3 separate regions of the Mus musculus genome follow, and regions 2 and 3 are each linked to region 1. The links are chromatin contacts, called in public promoter capture Hi-C maps. All regions are on one chromosome and are shown on one strand. The core of a region is the stretch at or near the end of the contact, and the rest is flanking DNA. Distances in the headings are between cores, read along the strand shown. Region 1 holds the start of Inpp5b (inositol polyphosphate-5-phosphatase B). Region 2 overlaps Macf1 (microtubule-actin crosslinking factor 1). Region 3 holds the start of Ndufs5 (NADH:ubiquinone oxidoreductase core subunit S5).

Evidence for each region. Promoter capture Hi-C pulls out the DNA fragments that hold promoters and counts their contacts.
Region 2: a contact with region 1 is called in a promoter capture Hi-C map of liver, with 2.5 times the contacts expected there. The contact joins the enhancer-like site here to the promoter of Inpp5b in region 1. A contact is called at or near these places in 4 of 39 promoter capture datasets (the 3T3-L1 cell line, hippocampal neurons and liver).
Region 3: a promoter capture Hi-C map of pre-B cells shows a contact between it and region 1. The contact joins the promoter of Ndufs5 here to the promoter of Inpp5b in region 1. A contact is called at or near these places in 4 of 39 promoter capture datasets (the 3T3-L1 cell line, hippocampal neurons, liver and 1 more).

What each region holds. Positions count from the first base shown.
Region 1 is chr4:124,740,526-124,743,255 of GRCm38.p6, forward strand. It overlaps Inpp5b (inositol polyphosphate-5-phosphatase B), which reads left to right and starts at 1,325. Exons shown (of 24, transcript NM_008385.4): 1 at 1,325-1,391; 2 at 1,939-2,065; 3 at 2,411-2,505. The coding sequence starts at 2,009. Gm12915 (predicted gene 12915) reads right to left here. Exons shown (of 4, transcript NR_151694.1): 3 at 1,249-1,396.
Region 2 is chr4:123,526,385-123,529,114 of GRCm38.p6, forward strand. The region is part of intron 5 of Macf1 (microtubule-actin crosslinking factor 1); the gene reads right to left. Among named protein-coding and RNA genes, the nearest start is that of Gm31156, 24 kb to the right of the region's middle. Within about 2 kb of position 1,402, at least 116 of the 459 cell types and tissues checked have an H3K27ac peak or open chromatin away from gene starts, as enhancers often do. A contact at or near this core is called in hippocampal neurons and liver, where this site is marked.
Region 3 is chr4:123,716,845-123,719,574 of GRCm38.p6, forward strand. It overlaps Ndufs5 (NADH:ubiquinone oxidoreductase core subunit S5), which reads right to left and starts at 1,342. Exons shown (of 3, transcript NM_001030274.1): 1 at 1,269-1,342.

The sequences.
Region 1 (2,730 bases), core at 75-2,574:
CTTACCGAAATAGTCAGCAGTTGAGAAAAAACCAACCATTCTAGACTCTCTCGTCTGAGCTAGCTTCTTTTGTCCTGTCTTGAGTTATATATAGTCTTTTTTTTTTTTTTTTTTTTTTTTTTTTTCCGAGACAGGGTTTCTCTGTATAGCCCTGGCTGTCCTGGAACTCACTTTGTAGACCAGGCTGGCCTCGAACTCAGAAATCCGCCTGCCTCTGCCTCCCGAGTGCTGGGATTAAAGGAGTGTGCCACCATCCCCGGTTTAGCTATATATAGTCTTTACCTAGAAGGGAACAATGGAGTCTGGAAGAGAATAGTTCCTGTCAGGGTAAATGGCCAATAGAATGTGGCTAAGGGGCTTGAGGACAAAACCTGCTCAGGGCTGTCTATCTGGGCATTGCGGTGAGATGTCTCCTTAGTTAAGAGAACATATTGCTCTTTCTTGGGACCCAGTTCCCACCACACACATCAGGTGTCTCACAGCCTCCTGTCACCAGCCCCGAGGATCTGATGACCTCTGGCCTTCTTAGGTGAGCGTGCACACACACACACACACACACACACACACACACACACACACACACACGGTGCACATAAATTCATGCAAGCACACACACATACACACAAAAAATTAAAAACTAACAGATCTTTAAAGAAATAAAGAGCCAAGAGGGCCACATCGTCCTCCGCTGTTAAGAAGAGTCCTCCGCGCTGCCTGGTGGTTGTCATTACTGTGTCACAGATAAAGATGCCACACATTTCAAGTTCCATTGACAGAAAAGCTAGATAGGTCTTAAGAACATTTAGCAGTTCCTAGACGGGAAAATGACACAGGAATTGGAGTTGGACTTCCCTCTGGGCACCCAGCACTTATTGGCTACGGACTTTGTCAAACAGTTTTGTCTCTCTGTTCCTCCGTTTCTCCACCTGGCAAGTGGAGAAGGTGACATACATGAAGCCAGGGCACGGTAGTTATCTGGAAGTGTTTCAGAATAATAGAAAGCTGTCCCTTTCTGCATGTGAAGAGTTGAGGATGGACTTAACTTGAAAATAAAAGTTAACATCATTTTTTCCGTTAGGGTAACATGACCACTTCCTTCTGCCTTGGACATGGGCCTTGGCCCTTTGATTTAGTGGGCTGAGAAAGGCGTTCCTCACGCAGGCTTTCCAGAACTGGGACGCCCGAGTATGCTTGAATACAGACTGTAGATTCTAGATTTTTAAATAGAGTAAGGGCGGGGAGACCCACCTACTCGTCCATGTCCGACTCGGGCATGCTGGGACTTGCAGGCTGGCTGTCCGTCCTGTGACGCCAGGGCCGCTGGGAAATGTAGTCCTTAATCTGCCCTGGAACGGAGGTGTCCTGCAGGCCCACCGGTGACAGCTCGGGAGGTAGGCTGCAATGACAAGGATCTGAAATAAGTGCAGAGTGGGAGGGGGCTTGCAAGCTGGTTGCTGGGGCCCTTGTCCTGTGGGTGCCAGAATGGACACTCCTAACCTGCTGCTGATGCAACGGGGCCTGTTGGGTGGGGTGAGGGGCAAGGAGCAACGGGACACCCACAGGCTCCGAGGAAAGAGCAGCGGGGCTGGGTTATTTCTCCAGAATAAGACCCTCCTAGCTGAGACTGAGGCGAAGGCTGTCTCCCTACCCCTATTTGGACACACCACCAACCTTTCCCAGAGAAGAGCCAGATGGACCACAACTGCTCCCTGAAGAGGGCATCAGAGCTGTACCCAGAAGCAAGGAGACCAGAGAGCATACTGAACTCCACTGGGAACATCTGGGGCGACACCGAGCAAGGGGCAAAGGGGTAGAAACCCATTTTCTGGAAACGTTGAGAGACCCATTGTAGGAAAGACGGGGAAGGCCAGAAGGAGAAGAGAGATGACCAGGCTCTCTCTTTTCCCTCCACAAAGGCCCCTTTCTTCATCCCCACAGCCCCCCGAAGCAGCTCTAATACGGAATGGGAGGTTCCCACCTGCCCTACCCCAGGGTTTGACAGCTCAGCATGGACCAGTCTGTGGCAATCCAGGAGACCCTGGTTGAGGGGGAATACTGCGTCATCATATCCTTCCCAGTTGTAGGTTGCCATCCAGATCGTGCCTGCTTCAGCCTTGGGAGGTGGGATGGAGGGTGTGGAAAAATTTCTCTCGAAGCCATATGGGAAAAGGTAAACCAATATTTACCAAGTATTCACTTGGCTCTGGTCTCTCTACCAGGTGCTTTACATAGGTAGCTATTTTCTCAACCAGCTGCAAAGTTGGAGACTATTATACCCATTTTGCAGATGAGGAAAACTCAGAGAGGTGAAGTCGTTTGCCAGTGGGAGAGGGAAAGGCAGCGTGGTGGAGTGGGCCGGATGGGGAGTTTCGCCCTTTGGCTTTCAGTTTCCCTTCACTCTGAGCAGCAGGCAGTCCAAGGTGTGCTGTGTAAGGGAGATAGCCGGCAGAGCCGCCTGCTCGGGCTGGTGAGGTACCGGCTGGAAAATGACGCCCAGGAGCATGCGTAAGTAGGGCTCAGACTGCCTGTGTGGGCCATGGGTGGTTCTTCAGTATCCTCCAGCTGGACTTCAGTCATTCTGTCTGAGTCTCCTAGACTAATTAACACAATGATAGTGTTCTGGAACACCGTGTTCTAAGCCTTTAATAATCAGCAAGATGTGATGTGGAAGCTTTTAGAGGAGAGGCAGTTATATCAAACTTGGCCAGATTTTGAGTTTGTGTGAGTGCC
Region 2 (2,730 bases), core at 152-2,651, 1.2 Mb before region 1:
AAGGAAATCCAAAAAGACAGTTTGATTACCCCAAATACACCATCCACCTCCTCCAGACCCCACGATCAGTATGGCTTGCCTCCAAAGACAGGGTACCATCCTCTTCTGAGAAGGGTGTGGAGGTCTTTTCAGGTTCTGTATCTTCAGGCCGGATCCCATGCAGGCGCAGCCCATCGCTGCCATAGCCAGAGGAGGATGGCAAAATGCTCACAGTGATGCCACTGACAGATAAATCACTCTGAGAAGCAGGCATTATGGGACCCTTGCAGGACACGAGACCTACATGGGTAGGCTCTGTGTGAATAGGGTCTCCTGACTGTTTTGGTATTGATGAAGCAACAGAACACTTAGCAATCCAAGAACCTGTGGGAGGGGCACTTGGAACACTCTTGGTTCTTCCCCCCACACTCCAGCCCTCTGAAGGTTGGTCTTGATCTACTGTTTCAGAGGGGTAATCCGTCCGAGGCAAAGTGCTGCTCCGATGTCGATGTCTGAGCAGAGTGCCTCCCTGCTCCACTGCAGTCTCTCCCTGCAAAGGCAACAGCACAGCCCTGCTGCTGCAGGATGCTGTCCTCGGAAATTCCACCAGTTGGCTCACAGACTTCTCACAGTTCCTTTCTGCTGGGTTATCAAGCAGGTGAGCAATGACTGTCATACCCTCTTCCAGGGAATCCCAGGCCCCTCCAACAACTGATGACTCATTCTCCAACAAAAGGTGAGCAGTCTGGATCTCTGCTTGGAAGCTCTCCTTTACCTGCACAATCATCCCTTGATCGCCCACCCCTGAGTTGGGAGCTGAGTCTCCGGGCAGGAAAATGTCTGATGGGGGGTGCTCTGCCCCTCCCACTCCGGGCTCCTTTGGGAGCCTCGCTGTTAACTTCGTTAGGGTTTCAGTCTCTTCAATGACTCCAGTGCCTTCCAAAGCTTCCTCCCTGTGAGATGCTTCTGGAGTAAGGATTTTCTTCCCTCTCCACTTCCTTTTGAACCGAACCCTCTTCTTAGGAGATATGGGAGCCTTCTCAGGAACAGCTATGGACTCTTTCGGCTCCTTAACACAGCCCAGTGAATTTCCCATTTCTTTCCTCTCTCAATCTCAGAAAATAAAGCAGTTGAATCAGTCCTCGGATCCCAGAGGCATTCCAATGTCGGCTTCATCGGACTCGATGCACATTCAAAAGAACCAAAAACCAAAAAACATGCACTATGCCGGCAATCCCTCCAATCCTTTCTCCCTCCCTCCCCGCCTCTCTCTGTCTCTTCCAGCCGCTCGATTCAGACAGCCATCTTACAGGCTCAGAGCTGCAACAAGACAAATTTCAAAGCATCTCACTGCAGTTCAGAAATCACTTGACCTAAAAGCAGACAGAAACCGGATTGGCTGCCGCTTCCTCTCTCCAAATATGAGGTAATTGGAGCACTGCCCTCAGTAACACAAACAGAACGCAAAAAGGAGCTAGAAACCAGGGAGAGGGAGGAGGAGGGGAGAACGTAAGAGTAAATGGAAAGGGGAGGGGAAAGGAAGAGAGAGAGGTAGCCGGAGAGAGGAGGAGGAGAACAATATCAAAGAGGGGGTGGGGAGAGCAAACCAGCTCAGTGGGTACTAACTAGCAAGGGAAGGGAAGGGCCAGGTAGACAAGACCAGAGAAGCCGCAATGAAAGCTCCCAACCTATGAAATGAAATATGTTTTAATCACTGCTCCAAGACGCCCAAAGGAAAAGAGCAAGCAAGATATACATAATCAAATTTTAACCTAAGAAAGATTAGAGCCCACTCCTTCCATTAAGAAAAGAAACAGGGGTATGAACAATCCAGCCTCCTGTGGCATATATGGCCAGCTCCAAAGAGTAACATCCACTAATTCGGATGGCCAGACACACTGATGAAAAACCTGGAAATTGATTTTGAGTATAGTATGTTAAGCCTCAGGGACAGGTGATCACTTGTCAATACAATATAAAAGTCAGACAACAGTATTTGACATAAGTGTTCAATAGTAATCATCAGTACTGCCTTTGCCACAGTTAGCTATCGTATTTTGAGTACTTGCTATATAACAAGTTCTATGTGAAGATACACACATATATAACATATATATAATGTAACAGGATAATATATATTATTCTGTTATATTCTCACAGCAGCCATGTGTGGCCCAATTTTTAAGTAAAGAAAACTCAGATTTAAGAAAGCTGATTAACTTGTCCAAGTTGAAATAACTGAGGACGGGGAAGACACAAGCCATTTAGACTTCATGTTAACACGACAAAATGGTTGATGTGTGTAATCTCAGCTACTGGGAGGCTAAAAAGGAAGAATTTCAAAGCAAGTCTGAAGCTAGCCTGGACTACTGAGTGAAACCCTGTCTCGAAAATACCCATAGAATAAAAGAGAGACTTTTCATTTCAGCTCCATTAATTACTAGAGGGAGAAAAATCTGCTCTCCACTGCCATAAAACAAGAAGATATTCCCATAGTTCTAAACTAGCAGCTAGACTCTGTAGCCAAGCAACGAAGAAATAACACTTGCTGCTGACTGGGGAGAGCAGCTGAGGGACTGAAACCCAGGTGATTTTCACTCAGACTGATGTAAGTAAGGCTCATAGACCACACCCTGCGCTGCCAGCCAGCAGAATTCCTCCACCAGGTTTCCAGCACACTGCCTAACACATGCAATCGAAGGCTCTCTGAATGGAGTGGGAGAAAAGAGGTATGCATGTTTCTTCTCTGTT
Region 3 (2,730 bases), core at 92-2,591, 1.0 Mb before region 1:
TTTGTCCACCGGGCAGTTGTGGCACATGACTTTAATCCCAGCACTTGGGAGACAGAGGCAGGCAGATCTCTGAGTTCGAGGCCAGCCTGGTCTACAAAGTGAGTTCCAGGACAGCCAGGGCTACACAGAGAAACCCTGTCTCGAACCCCCCCCCCCAAAAGTACTTCGTCCATTACTGTAACAGTCTATTTACTTCTATGTTTTTCCTACTGCTTTTGTTTTGAGAGCAAAATCGAGCAGATGCTAGTTAACTGCTAAAAATAAATGAACAAGTCAAATTAAAATTTTGTAAAAAAATAAAAAAAATCAGGAAATCTCAAACAACTTACACGTACAACTATAAAGCAGTGGATAGATTCTGGTGCTCAGTAGAATATGACATACATTAAGCAAAAAGAACATATGGAAAATACATAGTAAAGTTGACATAGAACAAAATAATCCCAAACGACAAATGTGCTTAAGAATGGAAAGCAAGCGCAGCACCCACATCAAAACCATCCTGTACGCGGACATTTAGGTGAATTTAATTTATAAAGCTCCCTCCCATTCTTTTAGTCATTTACTGTGTATGTCAGAGGCAAATGGGGGAAACGGCTCATCATAAGCACTGGAGACCCACACTGGGAACCTGAGTAAGAATTCGGGGGAGGAAGCCATTGGGAGAATAGAAAAAGTCCCAGAGGAGGATCTACATCGCTCTCTCTCTCGCTCTCTCTCTCTCTCTCTCTCTCTCTCTCTCTCTCTCTCTCTCTCACACACACACACACACACACACACACACACACACACACACACACAAACATAGACAACAGAAGTTATGACAATGAGGACGGACAGAGGCTCTGGAGCGGCTGCTGAGCCAAGTGCACAACAGGAAGAAAGTAGAGGGCTCTGGGGACCAAAATCAGGATGTGGTGCACGCCTTTAATCTCAACACTTGGAAGACAGAGGCAGATGCTTCTCTGTGAGTTCAAGGCCAGCTTGGTCTACAGAGTGAATTCCAGCCTACACAGAGAAACCCTGTCTCAAAACAAAAACAAAAAGGAGCGGGATGTCAGGGTAGGAAGGAGGCCAAGGCAGGAGTCCGGCAGACGGTGGATTTGCTCCGGAGGGCCGGGGGTGGGGGTGACGACCTAGTTACGGGGTGAAGGGAAGGCAGGAGGACACGCCCAGACCTGGGCCACCCACAGAGAGAGGAAATGTGTCAAGGAGCTAATCCTGAACGAAACTTCTTGGCTGTGCGGACACAGCAGCGCCTACCGCACCTCTGCAGTGCCCTTGTCAGGTCCCTGGTGCAATTCCCGACCGCCGGCTGCGGGAGGACGCAGACGCCTGCCGTAAAGGACGCCCGCAGCACGACATCTCCAGAGCGACGCCGTAAATCAACCACCGGCCGAGGAACTGTAGAAACCAAGCACAGCGGGTCTGCGCCTGCGCAGCAAGCAGCCCAGCCTCCAGACGCTGACAGCTGATAAACCGACTTTCCCCATACTACTGCGCCCGGTAGTGAGTTCTCCCTTTCAGCACTGTCGTGACCGTTGATTGTTGTGCTACTTGAGCAAGGTCACACTCGAGAAAGAGTAGTGCTTCCCTCACCCCAAGGAAATGTGGTGATTAAAGCTCGTGTGCCGTGACCCCAAAACTTGTGTGACTGTTTCCCAGTTTCACGGTGGCAGTTTCCCTTTTTGGTAATAAACATAATAGCCGGGCTGGAGAGACAGCTCAGAGGTTAAGAGCATTTGTTGATCTGGGAGAGGTCCTCGGTTTAACTCTAGATTCAGGGGACCCAACATAGTTCTTCTAACCTCAGCAATACCAGGAGCACACACATGGTGCACATACATGAAGACAAAACTCTCGCACATAAAGTAAATCTTAAAAGAAAGATAATAGTGCCTAACGTGGTGGCTCAGGCCTTTAAATCACAGAAATTAAGAAACGGAAACAGGTGGATGTCTATGAGTTCTAGGCCAACTAAGGCTACATAGTGAGATCTTGTTACAAACAAACAGCTATAGAGTTACTATAGGGACTTCTTTATACTGTGACATGATGAAAACGTTCTTTGATGTATTAGCTGACATTTGCACCAAAGCAATCAGAAAGCTGAGACAGGAGGATGTATCCTCTTGAGTTCAAGGCTGGCCTGGCCTATAAGACAGATGCTGTGCCTGCGAATGAACAGTTTCTGGAGAAAATTCCCGAAGTCCATGTGGTGGGTTCAATAGGAATGGCCCCCATAGATTCACGTGTGTGAATGCTTGCCTCATAGGCAGTGGCACTATTAGGAAGGGTGGCCTTGTGAGAGTATGTGTGGCTTTGTTGGAGAAAGTGTGTCACTTTTGGGGAGGGATTTGAGGTCTCCTATGCTCAAGTCAAGCCTAGTGTGGATTAGTCTCCTTTTGCTGCCTGTTGATCAAGATGTAGAAATCTCAGTTCCTTCTCCAACACCATGCCTTCCTGCATGCTGCCATGCTTCCTGCCATGATGATAGTGGACTAACCTCTGAAACTGTAAGCCAGCCCCAATTAAATGGTTGCCATGGTCACAAGTCTTTTTACAGCAATAGAAACCCTAGTAAGAGAGTCCACAATTTATTAATTTCATTCAATCACTCCAACTTGCTCCACTCACCCCCTTCCATCGGCTGGATGTCCCATATGAAACTGGTTTCAGTTCAATTAAAGTTTTCTGAGCACTCAGCCTGTGTCCAGTCAAATATTGGCT